Linked DNA regions of Mus musculus: region 2 is linked to region 1. A link is a contact called in public HiChIP or PLAC-seq data. All regions are on one chromosome and are shown on one strand. Each heading gives the region's core, a stretch centred on a gene start, on an enhancer-like site or on the middle of the called end of the contact. The rest is flanking DNA. Distances are from core to core; before and after follow the strand shown.

Region 1 (7,596 bases), core at 2,862-5,361:
ACCGGCTGCTCATTAGAAAGCAAGCTGATTGCTGGAAATGCAAATGACCCATTTCACCTTATCCTTCTGACAGACACGCTGGGAGCGATGACTGGTTGCTCCCTACCTGTCACCACTGCAGCTCTGATCATTGTGTGAAGTGCCTGCCACACTTGAAGTGCATAGATAGCAGCCATCACGAGCGCCCTTCAGTTGTAGACGCAATCATCCATTGCCCCCTAGTGGAGTCCATGTGAATGACATGGTAGGCACCCCGTGTGTGCTGATTTAGGATTTAAGCAAATCGAGGTTGCGTTTTATTTTAAGAATGGCTTGCAGCTCCTGCTGATTTCATCTCGGCTGCTCGTATCTGTGTCTCTTAATTAGCAGCCATGAGATGGAATAAAATGTCAATCACGGGTGATTTGCGGAGCTGAGTTTGAATGTTAAAAAGTCATGGCATTTTCAAACCATATTTAAGACCTCATTTGATGATCATTCAAATTTTTTTTTTACCCTTAGTCTGGGAAAAGGTTTAAAATGAATGTAGTGTTAAGCATCTCAGGTTGGCATTTCGCTGAGCTTCGGGGTTATGTGAAAGAGAAACAAGATTATTTGTAAGACAGAGGCAGTAACCGAGTCTGCTTTGTCATCTAATCTGTCTCCTGACCCTGCTCTGGTAGATTTCAGAGGCTCCCAGTTTGCATAGTTCTTTGTTGTCCTGTATCCATGGTACCAGGGACTCAGTCATACTTAGCATAAGAGGAGCTAGATTTGTGACAAGGGACCTTTTTTATCACCACATTTGTGAAGGCTGCTTCCTGGGTGACTGTCCTTGCAGTGTCTGCAGAGCTAAGGCTCATAGCATGCATTAAAAGGCGATTGTCAACAGTACTTGGCTGTGCCACAGTAAGTTTATTAAGGGATCTGCTTCATGAGAGAGAGAGAGAGAGAGAGAGAGAGAGAGAGAGAGAGAACTTAATATGTTATTTTTCATTATGTGGGTCTGTGGGGGGGGATGGGCACATGGGTGCAGGTAGCTGCAGATACCAGCAGAGGGCGCTGGTTGCTCCGGAGTTGGAGTTACAGGTGTGGGTGCTGGGAACTGACCTGGATCCTCTGAAAGAGGCAGTGTGCACTCTTAACTGCTGAACCATCTCTCTAGCCCTGAAGTGTGTGTGTGTGTGTGTGTGTGTGTGTGTGCATGCAAGCAAGCATAAGGCAGTCAGAGGACAATGTGCAGGAGTCAGTTCTCTCCTTCCACCATATGGGACACAGGGATCAAACTCAGGCTTGTCAGGCTTGTGGCAAGAGCCTTTAGATAATGAGCCATCTCACCAGCCCTAAACTAATACATAACTTTTTTAAACTTTTATTTATTTCGTTTGTGTGGTATTTTGCCTGTGCACACATCCATGCAGTGCTGTAGAAGCCAGGAAAGGGTGTCAGATCCCCTGGGACTGGAGTTACTGCTGGAGCCGAATACTGCTCTGTGGGTGCTAGGAGCTGAACCTGGTCCTAACCACTGAGCCACCACCCCCAACCTATCAGTACATAAGGTTTACACTTTCTACAGGACTTTCTTATTGCCAGGACATTTTAAAAATGGAATTATGCCAGAGTTCAATGCCTCCCTTGTCTTATCTGTGACTCTGTGGACTGTACCAACTCCTTTCTAGTAGCCAGTACTGATGCCATCTAGACCTTTGTGGGAAAGTCTGGGCCAACCCTACTACTCCCTAAGGCAGTACTACGGGGGCGGGGGCGGGGCTGGGGGGTGGGGTGGGGGCTGGGGGACGGGGATGGGATCAGCTTTCATCTGTACTTAAGGAAGGATGCTTCAAGAACATTATCCCTCAGACAGTGTTCTGGGATTTGTGACCCTGTTGAGGAACCTGATGAGAGACTGTGATTGGTTGGGGCGATCTGGTCACAGACAATGGTATCTGCTTGAGACAGAGAAGCAAGCTCCCCTCCTCCACAGCATCTCTGTTCAGTGAATGTGTTTACATCGGGCTGACTGTGGGTCATTAAGCCCCAGTGATAGGAAACTTTTAGGAGAGGAAACCATTCGTGCATACACAGGAAATAGAACTCAGTTGGCAAAATTTTCCACCCTGTGTAGATCTGAAACCACGGTCCGCAAGGTGCTTTAGGGGACCTTCCTCAACACACTGCTGTTTCCCCCAGAATGCTACGGAAGCTTTCTACTGGTGACTCAATGTTTTAAACTTTTCCTCTTGAGTCAGAGATGAACCGAAGCCCAGCGAGGCTCAGGGTGAAGAGGAAAGCTATTGTCTGGCCTTTGGCTTCCGTCATGGGGTGGGGCTTGACTGCTTAGCAACTGAACAGAAATCTGTGCCAAGGGAGGCTAAGAACCCCCTGTAAAGCTTGCCTCGGAGCTTGGCACAGCGAAACCAGATTGTTTGTTGGTTTGTTTTTTCCCCACTGCCTGCCACCCGTTCGTGATGTTACCGGTTACCGTGTGGCCCATGCCCCTCGGATGGCTCCAGATCACCTGGTTTCATTCATTCACTGTGTTTCACGGACTTTGACGTCCCAGAACGGAATGATCATCATTGTCTCTATAAAGACCTCAAACCAAGATACGATTTAGTGAGAAAGGGGACACAGCTGAGAGAGACCATGTCTGAAAACTAGGACTTGTATACATCCTCCATTAAATCTAAATTAAAATTAAGGTAGATTTTTTTTCCATCCATCTTGGGCATTTCCAAACTGACTTAGAGGTCTGGGGTGTACCTCAGTGGTAGAGTGCTTACCTAACATTTATAAGGTCCTGGGTTCAGCGTCAGAATTCTGTCTAAACTCCACCCCACAGTTACCTGGCAACAGGCAGGTAGGCCTGACCCACTATAAAAGGGGCTGCTTGCCCACTCCTCTCCCTCTTGTTCTCTTGCTCTCTTGTTCCCACTCTGTCCCCTCGCCTCTTCCCCGCCCCCCTCCACGTGCTCATGGCTGGCCTCTACTCCTCTACTTCTCTACTCTCCCTCTCTCTGCCTTTCTCTGCCTCCACTGCCCTCTTAACTCCCCTCCCCATGCCCTGAATAAACTCTATTCTATACTATACTATACTATACTATACTATACTATACTATACTATACCTGTGGCTGGTCCCTCATGGGGAAGGGATGCCTCGGCATGGGCCCGCTGAGACATTCCCTTCTCCCACACCTCACCACACCTCATAGCACATATCTCCTATTTATTTATTTATTTATTTATTTATTTATTTATTTATTTATTTTAAACACATCATTCAGGACTGAAGGAAGAAAGACAAAACTCATGGAAATGATTTTAAGTGATTCTTAATAATTCATATTTAAAATTACAACATTTCTGCTTCTTAGACTTCAACTACAGTTTCATCTGGTACTAAGGTCACCTGCCCAGAGACCTGGTGTGAAGCGAAGCGGTAGGCAAGACAGAGAAGCCCTGTTCTGAGCTGGCTGTCCTCCCGCTTAAGGAGCAGCTGTCTTAGTGGCCTCCCAAGCACCAACGCCAGGGCACCCGCGCCAGCTGCCACACTGGAGCTGCCGGAGTTCCACACCAGTAGAGTTTTATGTAAGGGCTTCAAAGCTACAGCAGCCACCGCAGTAGCTCTGACCTGGCCTTTCATGTCTCAGTCCAGACAAACGCGTGATTGAAGAAAGGATTCATCCAAGCCCGTGTCACATTGGCCATCTGGAAACCCGCCAGCCGCTCATTTAGCAAATTACTTTGTTTAAAGGCAGCTCTGTGTTCCAGCGTTTGTGCTACCAGGATGGGTCTCATAATTCCTCCGCCTTGGTTTATCCGCTCGGCTCCTCTCGATCTGCCTAGCAACTTAAAAGACTGTTAATGCGTGACAAGGCACTTGACCCGCATGATTTTCGAGCGGAGGGAGAGCATTCGTCTTGTGCTGGCTTGTCCTCTCCTCCAAAGCAAGGGCACGACGCCCCGCGCTCTCTGTCTTAATGAAGCCTGCCTTTATTAAGAAGCCCATTAAGCTCCACAGGGCCCAGCCATCCAGCACTGTAAATATTACCCCATAGAAATTCACATAGGGCCCTGGCGCGGGGTGGGGGATGGGGAGTACGGTAAGCGCTCACCCATTCTGCCAGTCTGGAGGAGACCTCAGCTCTCTGTTGATGGAAGGCTGTTGCTGTTTGACAGGCTGATGCCTCTTTGTTTGGAAAGATGAGTTAGAATCGTTAGCAGGTAATGTCACAAGGCCCCTGGGGTGGTTTGAATAAAAGAGTTGGAAGCAACCTGACTACAGAATAGCAATGAGTTCTCAGGTGTCTGATCTGGATTTTCTTCTTCCAAAAGAGGAAAGAAAGAGGAAAAAGGAGCCCACAGAGGCTGAGATGGTTTCTTATCAGGATGTTGCGGGTCACTTTGTCCTGATATGGTTTATCATCTGTCATTGACCAGGGCAAATGATCTTGGTGACTGTTGTTTCCATAAATTGCTCATCTGGGGTCGTGGTATTCTTAAGTCTGGAAGCTAGAAGCTCAAATCAGTGAGTGGATCAAAGACATATCGTGTGTTCAGTATCTAGCTAGGCCCTTTAAGGGGGCGGGGGGGGGGGGAGGATCACACAATAAATGTGCTTTGGGAAGTTTTTTTTTTTTTTTTTAAAGTGTGTCTATTTAGTGACTAGTAAAGACTCGGACTGGGTGTCAAATGTTGATGTGATTTGGGCCAAGGTTGCCTTAGTCCTCTCTTGGAATTATTTTTAGAGGTAACTGAATTAGTGATGACATATAGTAAGAACTCAACCGTGCTACTTGATATGTTTTGTAAAGCGCGGTATGCTTCACTGGGAGGGGGTGTCTTAGTGGGTGCCCCCTGTCCCCAGGTACCAGTCATACAACACGGGTCTAGTATAAAATGTTCACTTGAGGCATGGGAAGGGGGTTGAGAAAGGAGTTGAAGTAGAGAAAAAGAAGGGACAGAAAAAGATGGGGAGAGGGAGGGTGGGGGGGTCAGAGAAAGAGAGAGAGAGAGAAAGGGGTCAGAGAGAGTGAAGAGAGGCCAAACAGTTCTTTTTATAGCAACCCAGGCTCCCACCTGGCTGTTGCTAGGTAACTAACTGTTGGGAGGAACCTAGAAGGAATGCTAACGTGCTAACACTAATAACACCAGGTATGGGATAGCTATCCTCGGTATTGGCACCGCTAAAGTAGTCACTGGACTGGATCGAGGGAAGAGAGCTTTATGAGCCAACTCCATACATGTACCAACTCCAGGTAGGGAGAGGGCGGCCTGTGAATGGCACTGCATAAACCGGGCACAGCCTTGGTGGGCAGGGAAAGAAGTGGGTAGGTAGCTAGGTGGACTGGAAGGAAGCTCGAGTTCAGAGCACAGGAGTGGAGATGATGAACGAATGAGGGGCTGTGTTGGTGGAGGCTTGAAGGCTAAGGGGTCTCAACATGATCTAGCTGGTAACAAGCTGCCATCTTGCTTTCTTGCAGGAGAGCCGCAGAGAGCTCTGGGTCGGTAAGGGAGAAGATGGAAGCTAAGAGGCGGGGGGAGGGGGGGGGTGGTGGTCCAAGGCCAGTCATCACCCCAGGTCAGATGGACGAGACGTTCCGTGGAGGCAGCCAGAGGATGCATGGGAGGGAATGAAGCTGTAATCCCCTTCCAGAGGAGCCAGGCCTGAACTGACACCCATACACACACCAGGTGGAAAGGAGAAGGGAAGGAGAAGGGAGCCTTTGGGGACCACCCAGGCGGTTGCTCCGCCCACCATGTTCCAAGCATAGGTCGCTAGGACCCCAGGAGACTGACACGCCTTTGGAAGCCGATGAAGCCGTGGAGCTTTCTGGATAGCTGCGAGTGTTCAGAGTGAAGTGAAGGGCAAACGCAGGGGTCCATTGGAAGGCGCAAGTCCCAGGGGCCCATGGGAGCCACACAGGTGTAAACACACCAGTGGTTTAGGGAAGACAGCTCCATGGTTTTAAAAAAAACATCCTTCAAGGACCCAGAGTGTTGAACTGAAAGGACTCAGTGTTACAGTGAAGCTGCAAACCCCTGAGACCCCAACTCTAAGACAAGAGAGGAACTAAGAGAAGCGAGGCACCTGAGCAACCAACGGGGCCAAGAGGTGCTGAAGTGAGAAGGGGTTGATCGCTAGCTGAGGGATGCAGTCACTGAGAAGATGCCATTCAGGAGCACGAGAAGTGAAGCCATCTTGAGAAGAGTTGGGGTGGGGGTGGGGGGAGGGGGAGGGGAGAGAAGCCAGGTGGCAGGGCTCTAGGGAGGGGTGCACAAGGAGACAGCAGGGCCTTGCTGTTGATTTGGAAGTCCAGGGAGGAGAGAAGGTGGAGATTCCTATATAGAGAGTGAGTATCTCCATGCCATTATAATAGCATAAAGAGGAGGTGAGAGACCCACAAATGCTGACAAAATGCCATTAATAGATTATGCTCTGAAATGGTCTTACATATGAAATGGGCTTTCAGGGGTATATCGTGCATTTAACTGGGGCTGGCTTTCAGCTTCAGAGGTCTAGTCTGTTAGCATCACAGCAGGAAGCAAGGCAGTGTGCAGGCAGACATGGTGCTGGAGAAGGAGCTGAGAGTTCTACATCTTGATCTGAAGGCCATCAGGAGACTGTCTTCCGTGGGCAGCCAAGAGAAGGCTCTGGATCATGGTGACCAGACTTGATCATGTATATGAGACCCCAAAGCCCCACCTCCGCAGTGACACATTTCCTCTGACAAGGCCACACCTCCTCCAACAAGGCCATACCTCCTAATAGTGCCATTTCCCATGGGCCAAGCATATTCAAACCACCACAGTGGTTTATCAAGAAAATAACACAAGGTCTGGAGAGATGGCTCAGGAGTTAAGAGCACTGTCTACTCTCCCAGAGGTCCTGAGTTCAATTCCCAGCAACCACATGGTGGTTCACAGCCATCTATCCTGGAATCTGATACCTCCTTCTGATATGCAAATACTCATATACATAAAATGAATAAATCTTTTAAAAAGGAAAGAAAGGATGGGAGGGAGGGATGGAGAGAGAGAGGGAGAGGGAGAAGGAGAGGGAGAAAGAGAGAGAGAGAGAGAGAGAGAGAGAGAGAGAGGGAGAGAGAGAGAGAGAGAGAGAGAGAGAGAGGGAGGGAGAGAGAGAGAGAAAATGATACAAACTACCAAGGAACAAACTGTTCTGACTCAGCCAAGATTCTGGCACCTGTCTGAACTCAAAGACCCTCAATGTGGCCCTGTTCTGCAAATTACAATCTCCACTGCCTTGTGTACATCATTCAACCACACTGTTCCCATCTTGGAGAAAGAAAAAAAAAAAAACAGTGAAGAAATGATAAAATTGGCAGCCAAATGACATCATCCTCTCGTAGTCATTATTATTGTTTTTTTTTTTTTCCTGAAACAATGTCTCATTTTGATGTCTAGTCTAAGCTTGAACTCATCACCATCCTTCTGCCTCAGCCTCCTGAGTTCCGAGATTACATGTGTGCACCACCATGTTCATAAATCTTATGAGATTATTGTGGGAATTTAATGCACTAAAATATACAATGCCACTGATGAATGAATATTGGAAATATTGAATATTGGAAAATGCTAGCTCTTCCCCACTG
Region 2 (7,596 bases), core at 2,256-4,755, 59 kb after region 1:
CCCATGAAACAGCTCTGGGTCTTATTATGAAGGCAAAGCTATGCTGTGGATCCAAGAAGAGCTTGTCAGTTGACATATGATTTGCTGAAATGCAATCACCCAGACGTCAGGAGAGGATTGCTTTTTATTCCCACTGGCACTTGGGGAATTTGCTTTGACATTTCAAAAATCTGCATCAGTGGTGGGGTGAGGGGTAGGGTTATGAAATGTGCCAACACCTTCTCTCTGACGTCGCAAATGTGTTGGCAGCTCATTTTATGGTTTGCACAATGGGTCTTGTTTGGCTTTGTATACAGGACATACCTCGAGATTTTCATCATTTCCGGAAGCCTCAGCCCCACTGGCAGGATGACCTGGTGAGCCCCAGCCCACTGTCTGGCCCACAGTAGCACACACTGAAGATCTCCCTCACTCTAAATGCTCCGCTGCACTTCCTGAGCCTGCCACGCATGCTCAGTTTCTCCGAAGCCTCTGCTATGGATGGCCAGACTCTTGCCTGAGTAGAACATGGTCCAGGCAGTTGCCTTCTCTCTGGGAGAGGTGATGGTGTTCTGAGTTGAGGTGTGAGGCCAGAGGGGCAGAGTTCAAGCTGCACTCCTTGAGTTCAGTTGTTGAGTCCCCAAGTGCAGGAAGCTCAAGGTGGGGAGGGCGTGGCTGGTGAGCCAAATTGTATTCATGATGTCCTAACATCCCTGACTCTCTGTGGCTTGCTAAAGGCCTAATGCTTGTTAGGGATCAGAATGTCCCCAGCTCCCTACAGTTTCCCAGGGATGAATGGCTTTCTTCCAAACTGTTTATATGCCAAAGCATTAAGACAAAAAATACAGAAAATAAGGCCAACCCGCCCAGCTGCCTGCCATATCACCAGCTATTTCGTGCCCTACAAATATTCCCGAGGGCACACATTGCTAGAATACAAACTCCATTGTCTTAGTTAGGGCTACTATTGCTGTCCTGAAGCACCACCACCAAAGAAACTTGGGGAGGAAAGGGTTTATTCACTTCACACTTCCAATTCACAGTTCACCGTCAAAGGATGACAAGACTTCTGTCTCAAAGCAGGAAGGAACCTGGAGGCAGGAGCTGATGCAAACAAAGGCCATGGAGGGGTGCTGCTTACTGGCTTGCTCCTCATGGCGTGCTCACCTGCTTTCTCATAGAAGGCAGGACCATCATCAGCCCAGGAATAGCCCAATACACACACAATGGACTGGGCCCTCCCCCATCAATCATTAATTAAGAAAATGCCTTACAGGTTTACCTACAGCCTGATCTTACAGAGGCATTTTATCAATTGAGGGTTCCTCCCCTCTGATAACTCTAGCTTGTGTCAAGTTAATGTAAAACTAACCAGTATATCCATATACCTCCTCTGTGGTCTGGAAGACCTTGTCCAGTGCCCAGTTCATAATAATTACCCAGTAATGTGTTCTCATTCATTCAGCACCTACTAAGTGCCTCTTGTGGACCAAATACGTGTTGTTTATGGGAATTCCAACAGTAATACACAAACTAGGGCACAGCCTTGCCTTCTTCACAGAGTTCGCAGTTTCGTAAAGCATCAGAGGAAATAACAGAGCTCTATATGCAAGGTTTCCCAGGGGAGTCATGGCCTTCGGCTATCACACGTAGGTCAGTGAAGTGCATATGCATTTAGTATTCCAGCATGCACACATATGCGCTGGCATACTCATGCACTTAGTAGGCAGACATAGAAGAGACAAACATGATTCTTGAGATGCTCACACATAGGCGAGGAGATAAGCATCAGAGGAAATCGGAAGCGTGGAATCTAGCAAACGATGATAATCGACCGCGATGGGAGAGCCCCAATAGCTTTGTTGTAGCAGAATCCAGGAGATCAGAAGATCACTAGGGGGTTTTTAGGAAGGGAAAGATAATCTTCATGCCAGCCAGGAGGGGGTGCTTGAGCACAGAGCGGAGGCACTGGGGTGTGCTGTCTGAAAGGACTGTGGAGGGTCTGATTGGCTAGCATATTAGAAGTAGGCGGGAGGATATGCTAATGAGTTGTAACAGAAGACACACACTACAAAGCTTAAACAACAGAAATCTATTTCCCTCCGTTCCAGGTCCTAAGGCCAGGCTCTGGTGAGGACTCCCTTTCTGGACAACAGATAGAAAGCTAGCCACTGTCAGCATCTCTTTGCTGTGTCTTCTTCACATAGAAGAGCAAGCATGAGCTGTGTGGCTCTTCCTGTTCTTGTGTGGACACAAATCCCAGCACAGGGACTGCATTCTCATGCTCTAGGTGACACCAGTAACCTCCCTATATACCATTACCTTACTTTAGCTCAGTGGTTCTCAACATTTCCAAAGCTATGTGACCTTTAATGCAGTCCCTCTGTAATTTTGTTAGTTATGAATCATAATCTAAGTATCTGATGTGCAACCCCTGTGAAAGAGTCATTTGACACACACACACCCCAAAGGGGTCATGACCCACAGGATGAGAATCACTGGGTTCGGGTTTTGACATGTGGATTTGGGGGAATCAAACGTGCAGCCCAAAAATAGGAAAGAAAGCATTATTCTGCAGTTGGGGTAGGACATCTGGCAGTAGAGGATCTTGGGAAAGAGATACCCATCAGTCTTCGCTTCCCCAGTAGTCTCACAATATAATCCAAGAGCAGGCAGAGCCTCTTTGATAATTCAAGCCAAGTCCTCAGGGGATCTCTGTGGCCAGTACATGAGGAGAAGGTTAGGATAATTTAATATAGCAGAGAGAGAGAGAGAGAGAGAGAGAGAGAGAGAGAGAGAGAGAGAGAGAGAGAGAGAGAGGGAGAGAGAGAGAACAATCTCCATTACATAGTAAGTACCCACAGGAGAGATGTACAATGCTCATGGCCAGGGGTCCCTGAACTCTGCAGCTCTGGTCTCCGCACACCAGGTTCAGGTTCTTGTCTCCAGCGGAGACACCTGGGCAAAGGACCTCCTTTGGGGAGAAGCACATAGTTTCAATTTCCATTCACAGTTATGTCTCGGGGAGGGGGGAGTGGGAGTCCCGGGGTTCACTCTACTCTGGCATGTGGGTTTCTGGCTGGTGGGAAACGGTAGCAGTTAGGCTGGGTTCTTCCTCCCAGCCTCACACTTCTAGGAATAAGACTCAGACTCAAAATACATTTATATATTCCTTGGCTCTACTCTGATTGGATCATAACTAAAATAACCCAATTATTTTAACCTACATTCTGCCATGTGGCTGGTTATCTGTACTCAGGTACCACACATCTATCTCCTCGAATCTCCCTGGGTAGATCTTCCCTCATCTGGCTCTCCCAGAATTCTTTTGACTTCCAGATGTCCCGCCTTCCATTTCCTGCCTAAGCCATAGGTCATAGGCTTCTTAATTGACAGGTGAAACAGCCATACAACACATAGACATTTTCTCTCCGGGAACTCAAACCTTAGAGCATAGCTTACACCCCTTACCCACTGCGGCCTGAGCTAGAGCCGCTTGTCAACAACCTGCTTGATGGCAGAATGGCAGAATAAGGACATACCGGTTCCCTTAGAGAGCTCGACCTCGACAGGCAATAGCCAAACAGGAAATGTTGCAACACAGTGATTGCTAGACAGAGGGGTTCTCATATGAAGAGGTAGAAGTCCCAGAGAACCCCTCCGCATCTGACTTTAGAGATCAAATTATCCCTGAATTGGGATTTATCCTAATTTGGGATTATCCCTAAACCCTACCACACGCATCTCCATCCCCCGCCCCCTGCTCCCCACAAGCCTTCTCCCTCAGCTCAGCCCAGTCAGCATTCCCTCAATGTCTCATCCGACTGAAAGTTCTCAGACTTCCACGCCGTCCCCAACCCCCACCTCCTTTGGTGGCCCATGACCCACTGGTTTGGGGTCTGATTTCTCAGCTCTGTCTTTCTTTCTTAGAACCATGGGCACAAGGAGGACATTCTCTGTGTGGCTCAGTGCCCGCCTTTTCTTCTGGCCACCTCCAGTTACGATGGAGAGATAATAGTTTGGAATGTCATCTCAGGTCACATGTACTGCAAGCTGAACACCCCCAGCCCCATGGATGGCCAGGACCATAGAGAAGGTAAGTAAGGGGCAGGTTCCATAGCCTCTGTACACAGACCCTCCTTAAAGGAGTCTCCATTCTGGACCATGACTTGCTGGGGAGGGACTGGCCTTGTGTCGTGTCCGTCCCTCCCCTGCTTCCTGTCCATGCCATGTGTCATATCTGTTCCTGTTCTCTTCCCTGTCAAAAGCCCAGCCCACAGAAGTCTATCTCGGTATCTTTGAGGTCTTTATCTGCTCCCAACCTGAAGGCTGGACCACTGAGCCCTGCGGCTATGTTGGCACCCCTTTCCTCTCCCACTTTTTCTCTCCATCACCATCCACTTGCCATGTGCATCTTCCACCCTGCTACTAAACCTTCTCCCCCAGCTCAGCCCATGCAGCACCCCCTCAATGTCTCATCCGACTGGAAGATCTCCATGCTCTACCCATCCTCTGCCTCCTCTGGTGGCCCGTGACCCACAGATCTCCAACCTCAATCCTTCCTTACTACTTAAGCATTCAACTGCAAAACTTCACTACCACTTGCCAATTTTGGGGGGAGAGGCTGGCTCTGTTTCTTCAGGGTCTTCTCTGTCTGCTATCTGCTAATGATCGTGGTGGTCATCAAAACAATAATGGGGTGCCCCAACCATAGTTGAGATGTCTTCTGGTTTTACTGCTGGGTGTGCAGGGCTGGGACACTGGCTATAGCCTGTTGTTAAACAGGCTTCCTCCCTTCCCCTGCCCGCCTAGCGGCCCAAGCCCTTCCTTCTCAAGCAGCAGCTGTCTGCTTTGGAGCCACAGGAAAGGAGATGACACAGAACGCTGATTGTTTTGGCATAGAATGAGGAAGGTCTTTCATTTCCTGAGGCCCAAGCTACAAATCCTTATCGAACCACCAGTGGTGATTAGATCCCTGGCTTTAGGCATTTAAAAACAAAACACACAAAACCTCTGAATCATTTAGCCAGAAAATACTTCTGAGCTGTTCCCAGGTGCATTAGGCTCTGAGAAGTGATGTCAGAGGTATAAGATCTTAAGGGGCTTCTGGTCCTAATGCAGAGGCAAGCTGTGGGTAGCCAGCGAGTTAAAAAAAATAATAATAATGGTTAAGTCACGTGGTCAGCTTGAGTGCCACCTGGAGGGGATAGGCGGTGGAGCCTCTGGCAACCTTGGCATCAGAATGGAACTCTGACCTGCAGACTCATCACCAAGTCAACTCCTGATCCCCATTTCTCCACTTGTTTAAAAAAAATTATTCTCCAAAGCTCTCTCTGAGAACACTGAACTGTTTCTTTTTGTGTTTGTTGTTTTTAGTCTTTAGGGAGGAAAGGGATGGGCGTTCGTTGCATTCCAGAAGTTTAGTTTCTTTGCCATTAAAATGAAAATAAAGTCACCGGCTTAGGATGTGAGGCTGACACTTCAGGAAGCAATTCTGATGCAAAACCCTGTTTGCAGAAATGATCACTGCTCCAGGTTACTGTAGACTGCAAGCAGTCTCATTTTGAAAATCTCTTTTGTTACAGGAACACAAACCCAGCCATCACCACAGTAACACTTCCGCAAGGTAGAATTTTCACACACACACACACACACACACACACACACACACAGAGGCACGTACACATGTACACTGCACACACACATGCACTTGCCCTCTCCTGTGCACACACAGGCGCACACACACACACACACACACACACACACACACACACACACACGGTGTGCATGCCCTTCCATGAAGGAGTAACCTGGCTGCTTCTTGACAGTCACACCAAAGCTCAGTGGCCTTTCTCACATGGCCTTGATGAAGGGGATGCCATCTTGCATGCAGAACCATGGTTCTCTCTGGGAAAAGGGCTTGCAAAGCTGGAGGGGGTGAAGTCTTTATTCTGCTGACTCATCTCACTAAGGTTTCTGCTCCATTCTTCCGCCCAAAGGCGATTGCTAATTCCTCTTCCACATCAAAAAGAATTTGACTGTGAGAGAAACCAGGGGATCCCAACCAGGCCAAAGTTCAAGAAAGTCAGCCCATCTGAGACAGAGGAGGTTTATATAGGAAAGCAGTTGACACCCACTGGTTGGCTCTGCCGTCAGCCATTTTCCCATAAGCTGATTTTATCTACTGCTCACACTGACCCTGAGAGACAGGCAGTGTCTGCTTGTTTGCATCAACAGGAGGCTGACACTTGAGAATTAAACAGGACTCGTCATTAACAGCTGCCATAGGCTGAGGAACTTTGAGAGAGGCGCTTTGGGGTCATTAATCCCTTCAGCCTTCACAGCAAGGTTTATGTAGGAGACTCATGTGGTCTCCGCTGTGAAGAAGGTCATCTCTACATGATAGATGGGCATAGCTGAGGTGTTGTGCAGGGATGCACTCCTGGACCCAACATGGGTAAGGAAGAGGCTGGCACACCTTTGTGCCTCTGTAGCCATCCCTGGGATAAACACAAGCAGAAAACCAGAGAAGTCACCTTTATGACCTCTCAAAGACCCACTTCCTAATACTCTTATATTGAATATTGGGGGGGCCGTAAGCATTCCTTTATATGTAGCTGCTCATTCTCTCTCTGAAGCCCCGACCCCGGCCTGGCTTGGAGAGGGTCATGGAAGGACTGTGCTTTTCCCACAGTATTCTTTATGTCTCTTGACTTTCATTTACTAAGAGGCACTGGGGGAGTAGGGATAAAGAGTCCCAAACACTGGCAGATTCGGGAACTTAGAGATGTAGAGCTAGGCTAGTTTATTTGGGAATTGGCAGTGTCCATTGAGTCCTGGTTTGATGGCCATCTCCTCTACAGTGTCTTCTCTGCCTAGTCCATCTTCCAAGAGCCAGCGCAAACATAGTCCGTGTGAGATACCTTCCCTGGCTCTGTCCCTTCCTGAACACACCATCAGCATTCTGTCCGTTGCTTGGGAGTTTTCCTTAGCTTAGTTTTGGGTCTCTGCTGCTGCTTGTCTTAAACTTGAAATGTGGCCTTATCCATAAGACATGTGTTGCCCTGCTAATTAAGGTCAAAGTCTTACCATTGTCAAAATTGCCTTCTGGTCTCCATGCAAAATGGCAGACTTGCTTTACCAATAGGGCTTCTCTTTCTCTGACTTTGTCTGGAGAGCTCAAACAACCCCTCCCCACCCTGGCCCACCCCACCTTCCACATACATATGTACATACATACATACATACCTTCAGAATGTCACATAGCCTTGGTTAAGATTACAGATTCAACTTTCTCCAGATAATCTAGAACCTGAAATTCCCAGAATGTCTTCCCATAGTGTCTTAGCCTTCAGCCAATGACCTATGCCCACCCTGAATGTTCCTACCCCCTCCCCCAAAACTATATAACCCTTGAATCACCCCAAGTAAAGTTGATCTGTCTCCCTGAAGCTTGTCCAGGTATGCTGTCATTACAATACATACTCACAGGGCTCCTGAACACCCCATCCCTGACACCCCACCACACCCCAGACCCCTATCCATCCTCTCTGCTTCATTTGCACACACACACACACACACACACACACACACACACCCCGTTGGCCAATATCAGCT

What was found. HiChIP or PLAC-seq counts read pairs in DNA pulled down with a chosen protein or histone mark.
Region 2: a contact with region 1 is called in a BATF HiChIP or PLAC-seq map of CD8 T cells, with 14 read pairs. The contact joins the enhancer-like site here to the promoter of Wdr95 in region 1. A contact is called at or near these places in 1 of 39 promoter capture datasets (the 3T3-L1 cell line), 1 of 15 datasets of contacts at CTCF or cohesin (CD8 T cells), 5 of 484 Hi-C or Micro-C datasets (3T3-L1-derived adipocytes, CD8 T cells, the HL-1 cell line and 2 more), 7 of 115 datasets of contacts at active chromatin or transcription factors (CD8 T cells, effector CD8 T cells, embryonic stem cells and 3 more) and 3 of 9 other capture datasets (adipose tissue, liver and pancreatic islet).

What each region holds. Positions count from the first base shown.
Region 1 is chr5:149,524,568-149,532,163 of GRCm38.p6, forward strand. It overlaps Wdr95 (WD40 repeat domain 95), which reads left to right and starts at 4,112. Exons shown (of 23, transcript NM_029440.3): 1 at 4,112-4,204. All of the region lies in intron 1 of Gm15997 (predicted gene 15997), which reads right to left.
Region 2 is chr5:149,584,161-149,591,756 of GRCm38.p6, forward strand. It overlaps Wdr95 (WD40 repeat domain 95), which reads left to right. Exons shown (of 23, transcript NM_029440.3): 14 at 297-356; 15 at 3,910-4,075. Gm35763 (a long non-coding RNA gene) reads right to left here and starts at 130. Exons shown (of 3, transcript XR_377271.4): 1 at 1-130. Within about 2 kb of position 3,506, at least 19 of the 459 cell types and tissues checked have an H3K27ac peak or open chromatin away from gene starts, as enhancers often do. A contact at or near this core is called in CD8 T cells, heart atrium and memory CD8 T cells, where this site is marked.